3 separate regions of the Mus musculus genome follow, and all the other regions are linked to region 3. Evidence: chromatin contacts called from public Hi-C data. All regions are on one chromosome and are shown on one strand. Each heading gives the region's core, a stretch centred on a gene start, on an enhancer-like site or on the middle of the called end of the contact. The rest is flanking DNA. Distances are from core to core; before and after follow the strand shown. Region 1 overlaps Fars2 (phenylalanine-tRNA synthetase 2 (mitochondrial)). Region 2 overlaps Fars2 (phenylalanine-tRNA synthetase 2 (mitochondrial)). Region 3 overlaps Lyrm4 (LYR motif containing 4).

Evidence for each region. Hi-C and Micro-C count contacts between places; a contact is called where the count stands out from the background.
Region 1: a contact with region 3 is called in a Hi-C map of cerebral cortex, with 3 times the contacts expected there. The contact joins two enhancer-like sites. A contact is called at or near these places in 1 of 484 Hi-C or Micro-C datasets (cerebral cortex) and 1 of 9 other capture datasets (embryonic stem cells).
Region 2: a contact with region 3 is called in a Hi-C map of cerebral cortex, with 2.2 times the contacts expected there. The contact joins two enhancer-like sites. A contact is called at or near these places in 4 of 484 Hi-C or Micro-C datasets (bone marrow-derived macrophages, cerebral cortex and cortical neurons) and 2 of 115 datasets of contacts at active chromatin or transcription factors (embryonic stem cells and extraembryonic endoderm stem cells).

Annotation. Positions count from the first base shown.
Region 1 is chr13:36,366,238-36,369,840 of GRCm38.p6, forward strand. The region is part of intron 5 of Fars2 (phenylalanine-tRNA synthetase 2 (mitochondrial)); the gene reads left to right. Among named protein-coding and RNA genes, the nearest start is that of Gm40912, 160 kb to the left of the region's middle. Within about 2 kb of position 2,219, at least 39 of the 459 cell types and tissues checked have an H3K27ac peak or open chromatin away from gene starts, as enhancers often do. A contact at or near this core is called in cerebral cortex, where this site is marked.
Region 2 is chr13:36,504,134-36,507,899 of GRCm38.p6, forward strand. The region is part of intron 6 of Fars2 (phenylalanine-tRNA synthetase 2 (mitochondrial)); the gene reads left to right. Among named protein-coding and RNA genes, the nearest start is that of Gm46409, 110 kb to the right of the region's middle. Within about 2 kb of position 1,893, at least 20 of the 459 cell types and tissues checked have an H3K27ac peak or open chromatin away from gene starts, as enhancers often do. A contact at or near this core is called in cerebral cortex and cortical neurons, where this site is marked.
Region 3 is chr13:36,017,529-36,021,600 of GRCm38.p6, forward strand. The region is part of intron 2 of Lyrm4 (LYR motif containing 4); the gene reads right to left. Among named protein-coding and RNA genes, the nearest start is that of Ppp1r3g, 52 kb to the left of the region's middle. Within about 2 kb of position 2,208, at least 43 of the 459 cell types and tissues checked have an H3K27ac peak or open chromatin away from gene starts, as enhancers often do. A contact at or near this core is called in cerebral cortex and cortical neurons, where this site is marked.

The DNA of each region.
Region 1 (3,603 bases), core at 969-3,468, 350 kb after region 3:
TGTTGCCTGCAAGTGGTGCTGCTGAAAAGCCACCAGTGTGTTGCTGAACATGGTCCCCTGGGGCACCGTCTCTCTGAGCATCACACACAGGCAGTCTTGTAGCCAGGTGTGTGCAAGGTGTGTGCTGTGCTTATTCTTTGCTTTGAGCTCTGGGTTCCTGCACAGCCAACAGCTGCTTTGCTGAAACTGCTGTCGGGGCCAAGTGTGCGCCTTCCGCCTGTGCACAGCAGGGCCTGTGCAGGAGGCTGTTTCTCCTGTGGGTCTGAAAGTGATCCTGAGTGAGACACCCCACTCAGGCATTTAGCTCAGCCTCAGAACCAGATGCCAGCTCCCTTCCTGTGAGTAACCACTAACCTTTATAAAGCATGCAAGCACCCACAGCAGCTGCCAAGTGCTTGCCAGGTGCTTACGAATGGTTTTTACCACTGTGCCATAGAATAAGCACTGAGTGCACGTTTTACACATGGCAAAATTGATATTTAGAGAATGTAGAAATTTGTCCAGAGTTATACAACCATCAGGTAGAACCTGACAAATAGCTCTGGAGGCATCTGGGAGCAGTCACTAACCAGCAATTTCATTCAGTCCTGTCTGACAATTCATGGCAGAGCCTTTGCCATTGGACAACTAAGTTTCTGTGTGTGCCCCTCAACAACTGGGTAACTTTTGATCATATTTCACCAGATAAACAAAATGGCCTTTCAGTGTTTAAAAAGAAAAAACAATTGTGATAGTTTTGATTTTTTGTTGTTTTGTTTTGTTTGGGGGGGTTGTTTTTGTTGTTGTTTTTACATTAGTTGAAAGTCAGAGACAAAGACTAATGAACTTTCTAGAATCATTGCACTCTAGAATAACTGAGTTCAGCATTGCGGACACTGTGATGGACCATGCTTACTTGTCTTTGACAACAGAGTACATTCAGGCAGCACTCACTGAGAGCCATTTGGGGAACTGCCTGTGATTGTTTGGTCAACACATGAGGGGCATTAAGAAGTAACTGTGCTTCCATGTCTTTGATTTCAACCCTCATTTGGTCATCATTACAGCCACTCACTGTATATCACCATTGTATATCACAAATATATCACCAGTGGATGACTGTTCCTTTGCTTAAAGAGTACTGTGCACACAGAATGGTTCCAGGTACCAAGCATAGCCCCGTTCTTGCTTACCCTCTGTAAAATTAAGAAATTAGAACGTAATAGATGTTTCTGTCTGTTACATGCACAGATAGGTCTCAGGCCACCAGTGTTCACTGAGTATCTGTTCTGCTCACAGCCAGTTGAGCAGTTTTTGCAAGATTTGGAGAAGAATCATTCATACTTAACTGTGCCTCAGTTTCTTTAGCTATAAAATTAATGAATGTAATGCCACTTCTAGATAATTTCATTTACATGGCATCATAAATATCTTCCAGAGATGCATGGATGTGTTCAAATTATTAATAAACTCATTGTCTAGTAACAAAAACAATATCATTTCCTCTCTACTTACAAATAGAATTGTTTGCTATTGTTCTTGAAACAGATACTCACTCTGTAACCCTCACTGTCCTGGAACTTGCTATGTAAACCAAGCTGGCCTAGAACCTAGAGAACTCCATCTGCCTCTGTGCCTTTCTAGTGCCTGCAAAAAAAAAGGTATGAGTCACCTGCCTGCTAGAGTTATTGTTTAGCAGATCTTCATGACCTACTTTCAAGCTCTGTTGTAAGGATGTTACATAAAAAGCCTGTTGCCTAGATACTGAAGTATTAATAGCCCCATTTTACAGAAGAGGAAACTGAGTCCAAAACCAGGAACATAGCAGGTCCAGTGCCACAGGCACAGCCATGGTGGAATTCTGCTCCTCTGGTCTGCAGTCCTGCTGGCAGTATCAGCCTGGAATCAAGCAAGTGGCTGTTTCTTTGAGGGGCCTGTATTACAGTTGAGAGAGGGAGGGAGGGAGAGATCCTGCAAAATTTTAGATGTTTCTGTTCTGATCTTCCCTAGCATGTCAGGCCAACTTCCTCCTCACCAGATGTCACTGCAGCTTGGAGGCAGGCCTGCCCTTGGCTCTAGATGCCATTCTTTGACCAGAATTCCACTCTCCCTCATCCTCTTGCTGCAGACTCATCTAAGCTGCAAGACAGATGCTGCAGAATTCAGCAAAGTCTTGACAGGCACCTCATCACTTTACAGCAGCTGCATTTCCCTGGACCCACCTTCAAACTGAATGAGTAACCAACAGAGTCTTGGTTGAGCTTCCTCATAAACCACACCGACCAGTTCCAACAGTCTTCCTGTGTGTGTGTGTGTGTGTGTGTGTGTGTGTGTGTGTGTGCATGTGTGTGTCTGTGTGTGTCTGTGTGTGTGTGTGTGTGTGTGTGTGCATGTGTGTGTCTGTGTGTGTCTGTGTGTGTGTGTGTGTGTGTGTGCGTGCATGTGTGTGTCTGTGTGTGTCTGTGTGTGTGTGTGTGTGTGTGTGTGTGCATGTGTGTGTCTGTGTGTGTCTGTGTGTGTGTGTGTGTGTGTGTGTGCATGTGTCTGTGTGTGTCTCGCAGCCTTTGGAGAAGGACCACTTTAGGAGCTCTCACTGGTGTAGTTCCTAGATGACTATTTTATCAGCATGTTGGGTTTTGTTTTAACCTAGACTTGCATCTGCCCTCCCACAGCATTTAATGAAGAGGTCTTTGACATAAATCTCTGAAAACAAAAGCTACATTATGCATCCTGTGCATGCAGAGCCGTCAGGGATGCTTCTCTGTGAGATGCATAATTAGAAACTTAGCTCTGTGCTGAGAGTGGGGAGCTGCGATGGGTTAATAAAACACCGCTTCTCAGCTCCTTTTCTGCTCAGAATATGAATTAGGATATGCAGAAACTAAATGACAGGAGCAGCCCAGGGAAGAAAAATGCCTTATTTTTATTACTGTAATATTCTTCATCCTATATTCTGTCATACCACAACCTAGTTCCAGAGACCTGAAGCAATGACTGTTCAAAAAAAGAATTGTCTGAGGTGACTGTTTCTTTGTGCATGGATAAAAAGCCTTCTCTAAATCTATTTTTGTATTGTTTTTATTTAGAAATTTTTAGCTGAAGTACAAATATATGAGTTTAAGGCATAAACTATGCTGTTTTTACTGTAATAATTACCACAAATTTTTATTCAACACTGTTGAGAAGTTTTGTGTGTGTGCACGTGCGCTCTGCATTCTCCTTATTTATCGTTCACTGATGGCACTTGGATTGTTATTATGACTTGGCTGCTGTAGTAGTACTGTAATAACGAACACGAGAGTCCAGAGCTCTTCCAGAGCTGATTTGCACGTATGCACAGACCTGGCGTGGCGGGAGCTTAAGCTAGTTCTCTATCCGGCTTGAGGCCCCTCTCCACTGGTTTCACATTGACTGTCCCAGTTTCAGTCCCACCCAGCAAACAACTTTCCCTTTTTCTGCATCGTCATAGCCATCCTAGGAGATGGCAGGTGACTTCTCATTGCCTCCATCGTTAGCATTAAACATCCTTTCAAGTACTGTTGGAAATTCATAGGCTTCCTTTGGAGAATGTTTATTTGAGTCCTTTGCCTAATTTTTAAATTGAGTCATGTCGCTTTGTTACTT
Region 2 (3,766 bases), core at 643-3,142, 490 kb after region 3:
AGCTAGTGTGTGTTAGCTGCTTGAGAAACTGTACCCCACAGCCCACGTCTCTTAGCTGTCCCTCCACCCCATTCACAAGGGAGTCTCCACCTGCCTGCCTGTCCTCGGTACTGACTTCGAGGACGATAGGTGAAGACAGTGACTTAAACATACTCTGTCGCCACACACTCATCTGCCAGGAAAGGAATGAAATGAAACATCATCCTATCCAGGCATCAGCAACATAGTTGAGGGGGCATAAAGGGAGTCCACATGATTGCTTCCCACAGAGGCAAACCAACGCAGCCAAGACCTCATATAAACTCAGAACATCATGCCAAGCATTCCTAAAGGGCAATAGGGAACAAATGAGAAAGTATCTTCAAACGTCACATTACACAGGGATGCAAGGGAGCCCACCTGTTTCCCTTTTGGAGTAGGTTAAATCAGGATATTATCAGTTGACTGACTTAACTTCATCCATCTCTTCCTTTCCTTCATCCTAGATGTAGTCTGGAGACTCAGTTTTGGCTAAGGAGAATGAGCAGAACTTTCTGTAAGATTCCTAGGGCAGTGGCTCTCAACTTGTAGGTCGTGGCCCATTTGGGGTCAAATAATCCTTTCACAGGGATCACCTAAGATCATCCTTCATGTCAGAAATTTATCTTATTATTCTTTACAGTAGCAAAATTACAGATATGACATGGCAACAACAGTAATTTTATGGTTGGAGAAACATGCGGTTCCCCCACCATTACCCATATCAGAAGTCACAGCATTAGTAAGGTTGGGAGCCCCAGCCCTAGAGGCTTTTGACCTGTCTGGCCCCTGTGACCTTTTCCGTGCAGCCCCATCTCTTATCTGTGCAGTGCTGATTTGTGGCTCTGTGGCCTTCTGTCACACAATGGGGACCATACGTGCATGATCAGAACTACTGAAGGGAAAGAGGAAAGCACCTAGATCCCCCATCACAACATGAACATCTTTGGTCTGTACACCTCCAGGCTGTTTGTTTTGTGTTGTTTGTTTGTTTGTTTGTTTGTTTTGTTTATCTGGGTTTAAGCTGGGTCAGTTTTGATTCTGTATTGTTTGAACTGATGAGAAATGGCTCGGCGTGCCAAGGCTGTTGTAGAACTGGGGTTTCATGCTACTGAAAGCCATCAAAGTGGGATCCTGAGCAGTGCAGGAGCTCTGAGCTTACATATTGCAGTCTATAGTGAGGTCAGTGAACGAGAGTCAAAACACTACCAAAGATGAATGGCAGACACACGAGTGAATGCTGATTGTGTCAAAGTAGCCAAGAGAGCAGAGGTTGTTTTCCAGTTTTCCAGATACACAGCTATCTACATGATTAAAGGGGTGCTTTTATCAGCAGAAACCTCAAACTTTTATACAAGTTTAAAGTAATTTTTTTATCATTATTTCTGCAAAATGTTTTTATTAAAGGAAACACCATATGGTAACAGCAAGAAGAGCTGGTTACAAGTCACGAAGCTAGTCAGATTCCTTTCCAACAGTTAGATCCAAAATACTTATCACAGACCCTACATTTAGAAGAAAAAAGTCAAAGCTTCAGGGATCCCAAAAGAAAACTTCCATGAACAATTGGTACATTGTTGTTTTCATGTCCTAGATGCAAAACGAAAGCGTATAAGATGAGAAGTTAAGTTCAAAGTATTTAACAACCAATGGCTCCTGGCCCTGATTCTCCACAGCATACATGTTGGGCACCAAGGCGTTCCATCAGATGGTTACTCCCACCCTCCTTCTCTCATTGTACCGAGTCTGTACCCACTACTACTTTCTATCTCTGTAACTGTTGTCTTATGTGCATGTCATCGTACCCCATGTGACTCTCCCAGTGGGTTTTCTACACTGCATAATTCCCTTGAAATCTCTTCAAGATGTGTCATGTATCAAACAAGAATCCTTCCTGCTGCCTGTTCAAACAGCATTTTCCCATGACGGATGGCTGGACACCCTCTGTCCCTCTCCTCAAATTCCTAGTCCCAACCCTCTGTTAAATGTGTGCCTTCCCTCATTTGATTTGATGGTCTCAGTATCTCTATAAATAGATATTCTCATTCATGCCAGTTGGCAAGAGCAATGATTAAGGCTTAGAAAAATAAACCTTACCAAGATCAGATACCAAAGCCAAATTTAACACAAGGTTTAAAAGCACCTAGAGCCTGTAGTCCAAAGTGAAAAACAGATCCAACCCCCTGGATATGCAAGCACTTGCTCCATCCTCTGAGAACATCCTCATCCCACGATACTTGGTTCATTCACTCCTCTCTGCCATGACCAGGGTTCACAGACTCTCTTCCAACTTCCCTCTTCCACTTGCCCTGGGCTGCCTTCCAAGTGAGCGGAGTTGCTCCATGCTGCCTTGGGGGATGTGGGCTCCGTGTGTGATGGAATAGTCAGCACTGATGCACTAGTCGGAGCTGTTGTGCACCACCTCCCCTCAGCCTTCTGCACATTCTCCTCGTGTCTGTGTCTCCTCCTGATTCATTCCAAACAGCTAGGAACATCTCTAGCATCAAGGCTTAGCTCAGGAGCATTTGTGACTATCCACTAGCATCCAGGGTCTCTACCACAGCTTCCTTGTCTGCTTGCTCCAGACGACTTCTCTCTAGGTGTCAAGAGTCCCCAAGTTCATCAGGCTCCTGGGCTCTATTCTAGGTAAACTCGACTACGATAGCCTCTGTTTATTCTGCTCCAGACAGAAAGAGTCTGTATATATTGGCTTTGGGAAACACAGTCCCAAGTCTTTCAGGACTAATGCATACCTGCAGCCAGTATTATCCCCCAAGTTTCCTCAGGGGGAAAAATATCTCACTAGGTTTGCTGCTTCCTAAATCATGTCCTAGCATTTGTTACAAGAATGCTCGTGCGCAGTGGGCTCCTTGGACATGTGTTGGTGTCTCCTTCCCGTGGATCCAATTTGACATGCAAGTCACTCTCCCCAAGGCTCTGCCTTTATTTCCTCCTCGTTTTCCTTCCCATCCTCTATTTCGTCACCTTCTTCCTGTACTGCAGCTCTTCCCAGATTGCTTATCCCGCTCATTCTAAACATAGTTTGTACAAAACAACAATGTCTAAGGAATGAAAGTAAGAGGAGGTGTAGACATTCTGATGGGATAAGAGTTCTACTAGGTTGTCAACTGTTTTATTTCCCCCATGGCACTTGGTGCCTTCAAGACTCTGGCTTGGATGAGAATTTTGATGGTCAAATGTTTTTGCTTCAGTACAAAGCTTCCCCCTTTTTTTTCCCCTCTGTGGGAATATTTTTCTTAGTTTGGTTAGCTGCTTGCTTTCTTCTACCTGCCTACGGACTCACCACTACTTCGCTCCCCTTCATGCCCCCTGCATTTCTCAGTGTCTGCAAAGAGGAAGATGTGTTTAAGAGTATTACAGCCAAGGAAAGAGAAGCAAGGAGCATTGTTCAAGCAGGCAAACATCTTATCCCATAGTAGTTACTTTATAATAGAAAATCAATCTTAAAGGAACTCTTAAACATAGAAACAAAGCAAATACCCACATTTCTGTTGGCAAACTGGAGTCAGCACTGTTGGGAGAATTTGTGCTTTTGTCCAGTGGCCAACCAGTGGCCTTCAATATGTGTATGTGTTTGAATGGGGGCAAGTATAAGATTCTTTCTTTAGGAAGACATTCATTCTATAAACTGTGTAAGTATCTGAACTGTAACTCATACTGAGCCCTTTTCATTCAGGCTGTGTTTGTTCCTTTCTCTGCATATAGTGAAAAAGTTAATTGCTTAAGT
Region 3 (4,072 bases), core at 958-3,457:
GCATGTGACCTACCACTGTGCTCCACAGCCCACTCTCTTTTCCAATCACATTTATCTATTTTATGTGTGTGCATGTACATGTGTGCTATGAAGCATGCATAGAGGTCAAGAGACAATTTGCCCAAGTTGTCCCTTTCTGTTATCCTGTGAATTCCAGGCATCCATCTTAGGTTTTCAGGCTTGCTGGTAAGTGCCTTTACCATGAGTTTCATGGTGGGTCCCAGTCTTTCTCTTTTCAGGATGAAGAAGGTCAGACCAACAGAGCCTTGGACCTTGTCTGACTGCAAACTGGAGGGGGATTTGGAACAAAAGCTGGCCCACTGGCCCAACCAATCACCCACTGAAAATGGGTTTGAGGCCACCAAGGGCCTCTGGCATATTCTGTGAGGTTATCTGTGTGTGCAAGGAACCTACAGTAATGTGCAAAACAAACCTTGTCGGTGGTTGTTTCCAAGGACAGACTTGTGCCCTGAATGTCCCTCTTCCAGTGTGACTTAAATCTTCATGGAGACACTATTACTGTGCCTGGAAGGTTCTGTGACTCTGACCCTTACACCCCAACGACAGCAGAAGAAATATTGCACGGCACTAGAAGTAATGTGACTTCTGCCTGGCTCATTCTTAGAATTCTAGACCTGGGAAGCTGCCATGCTATGAGGAATCCCAGGCTACAGGGAGAGCTCCCACTTGTGGTCTGGCTGAAATCCCTGGCCTGGCCCCCAGCTGCCAGCCAGCACCAGTTGTCTGACAATTGAATAAGAGGACTTGGGGCTCAGCTTTTGGGTCCCTGATCATTGTATTTGTATTTCAGCCATGTTTGGATTTCTGACCTGGAGAAGTAGAGTATGGTATAAAATGAAGATTCTTACTGCAATCCACCATCAGACAGGTTGTTTATTATACAACAATAATGGGTATTCACGATCCTTGAGATAAGAGTCTACCTTACATTTGTTATTTTAACTTCTACTACTCTTCCATTCCACACTTTCTTCAACTGTTTATGGAGAAAATAAAAAGCCACGTTTAAACGTTTTCTCCTTTAAATTTGAAAAATAACATTCTTTGTATCAAAAGATAGTGTTACACCTCTTTGGGACTATAGCCACACCCAGATTTTAAGGGTATACTACACAATAGCAGTTCAGTCATCTTCTGTTTTACACAGTCTTTATTCACTATAGAGTCCCTAGGCATCTTGCCCTCCCCAGCCCCCATATCTCACAGTCTGCAGGTCAGTGCTATCTTCTACAGCACCCCCTGATCCTGTTCTGCATGGTTCACCATGGTCTACTCATTCTAGGTATTTCCTGCTCAGCATTTCATGGACCTCCAAGGAGCTGAGATGCCCCACGCATTGTTTCAGGGCAGAAAAGACCAGCATGTTCCCACTTCATGTTCACACTGACAGACTTCAAGAGACTCAAAAGACATCTGTTAGTGCACTAAGGCCTTCAGTGCCTACACTGAAGGGTCTAGAACTTACACTTCAAGCAGACTTTTGGGGGCTGGTTTAAGTAGGTTTTGCTGGTGATGTTCAGGATTCTGATCTCATTGATGTAATATATTGGTGGTAGTAGGCCAACATTATTGAAAGGCTGACTGTAACAACAGCAGGACCCATTTTAAAGATACTTTGAGCATAGCTTTGATCTTGAGATGCAGGCTGATGGGGCCTTGGTCTAGGCGGCTCAGAAAAGCACACAGTGAGAATCAAGCCAGAAAGGAGAAACTGCCTCTGTCATACTTCTAGAGTGCTATGGTGTCTGCAATCTTAAAAAACAAAAAACAAGGCAGTTGTCCATTTATTGGGGGAAATTTTTGCCTCAGAAAATCCTGATTTATGAAGAATTACTAAAGAATTCACCAACATAAAACAAACTTTTGGCCAGCAGATGGCAGTAAAGGACCTTGGAAGTGAGTCCAGCAGTGCGTTCTGAAATGCTGGCAGGTAGCTCTTAACAGCTATTGTATAAGTGATTTATGTATTTGGATTCTGCTCAATGTTATATATGCATTACTGAATAAAACATTCACAGTGTATTTTCTAGCAGCAGCTGAGCTCCAATTCCAAGGTTCTGAGGCCTAATTCCCAAGGCTCAAAGGAGCCCCTGACATCAAATTGCTTTTCTTCCCTGAAGAGCTGCTCCACACCCCAGAAAAAGAAATGCTTAGAGCAGGGAGAGAGATTTGATGTGACCGCATCCTCAGAGCAGCTTACCCACTGAGGGAGGACGTGCGAGGAAAGCAAATGCCTGTCAGGCATTTCCTTGAGGCATAGCCGGTTGTTTCCTTCTCAGCACACGTCACACCCTAGCCTTGGGAGAGGAAATGCCTGACTCAGTTTCCACAAGGAAAAGTGGTTATGTTTTGGAGACTCATGCCAAATAAACTACTTCATGATTTTCTCCATCTTTTCCAGAGAACCCCAGCTACCCACAGCCACAGGAGCTGGGAAATCGAATTGTTCCAAACAACAGAGTTAGAGCTATGTAAATGCAGGAGCAGGGATCTGCCTGGGCGCTGGTGTGTACCAGTCAGCCTGGTGCCTGGCATGATGTGATTGTGTGGTGGTCACAGTGCTAGTGCAGGCCACAAGGCCAATGCCGTGCCTCAGCTCCAGGGAAAGGCTCCCAGAGAAGGAAAATGTCTTATTTAGAACAACGAGAGGCAGAAAGTCAGGCTCTCTTTTCTGGCAGGGAGACAGCATCTATAATCAGGGCAGACCAGGTACATCCCTGTGGGAAACACCAACCTGCTATTTCAAACATGTGGCTAACTGATAGTTAAGCGCTTTTCATTTACATGACATTTCATTACACACACATACACACACACACACACAGAGGAAAGACAATGCAGTTATCGCTATCAGTGTTAAGAGCTCACATCTGACCATTTTCTGTAGGCCAGGTGAACGCCAACCATTCTTACTGCATCACTGCAGGTGGGTTGTACAGCTGTTCTACACAGTCGACCCCGTTAGCCTCATTTTGTAGAAGAGGAAGCTGAGGACTATGAAATGCCTTGATATTCCATGGCATATACCATGGATATACCAAGGAGTCAGAACTGAAACGGTGAGAACTAAGACCCAGAGTCTTCCTAATTCCTGCCAGTGCTCTTCATCACTGTGACAGGGAGGGTGATAGCCGTGGTATTTCTCAGTGACAGCGAACACTTTCTTGTCCACAGAGTTTTTAAAAAAAGCTTCATCTACAGGAAAAGCAATAGGTGGGGGAAGAAATCACAGGAGAGATTGCTGTGAAGGAGCAGAAAATTCATTTCATGCCAACATTCCTTATGCATACTAATAGGAAATGCTACAGAACACCAGAAACTCACCAATGCCTTTACTAAATATTATTTATTAATAATCATAAAAATAAATGAGACTAGCTATGGTCTCATTTATCCCCATGGCTTCATTACCAATGCTCTCATGGTATTGACTGCCTGACCCGAGCTCCCTCTTGACCTCTGACGTAATCAGCATGTACATGATCCCTACCCCCACCCTTTCCTTGGCCATCATCCCTTCCGCCAGCACTCAGAGCTCTGGCTGGTCCTCTACCTGGAAATTATGCCTCCATTATCAACTCTCTACAATTACATTTTCTTGGTACCGTAATCTCTCTAACATATACATTTTGTATTATCACTTCAGTGACTGAAATATTTTAATTCCCTCTTACTGCGTATGTGTTTCCAACACTGTATTCTACCCACCTCCCTGGGCTAGAGCATAGGACGTCTCACACACGCCTGTATCACTTACTGCTTGCTAGTTTAATGGCACAGTGGTAGCATCCTCGCCCTCTTCAGTCCTAGTAAGCAAATGCCAGACACTGCTGAGGCTGCCTTGATTATGTCCTGTCCTTAGGGTTAGACTTTACTGGAAACATAGCCTGTGCCAGGTATAGTATTTATCATGCAAAAATCCTCTAAAAGAGACACTGTGCTCTTCATTTTTATCAGTGAAAACTGAAATGCTGAGGTCTTGTCCAGGGTGACAGGATCCACAGTCAACTGCATGCTCCACTACTGCCACCAGCAAATACCTGCTGTGTGT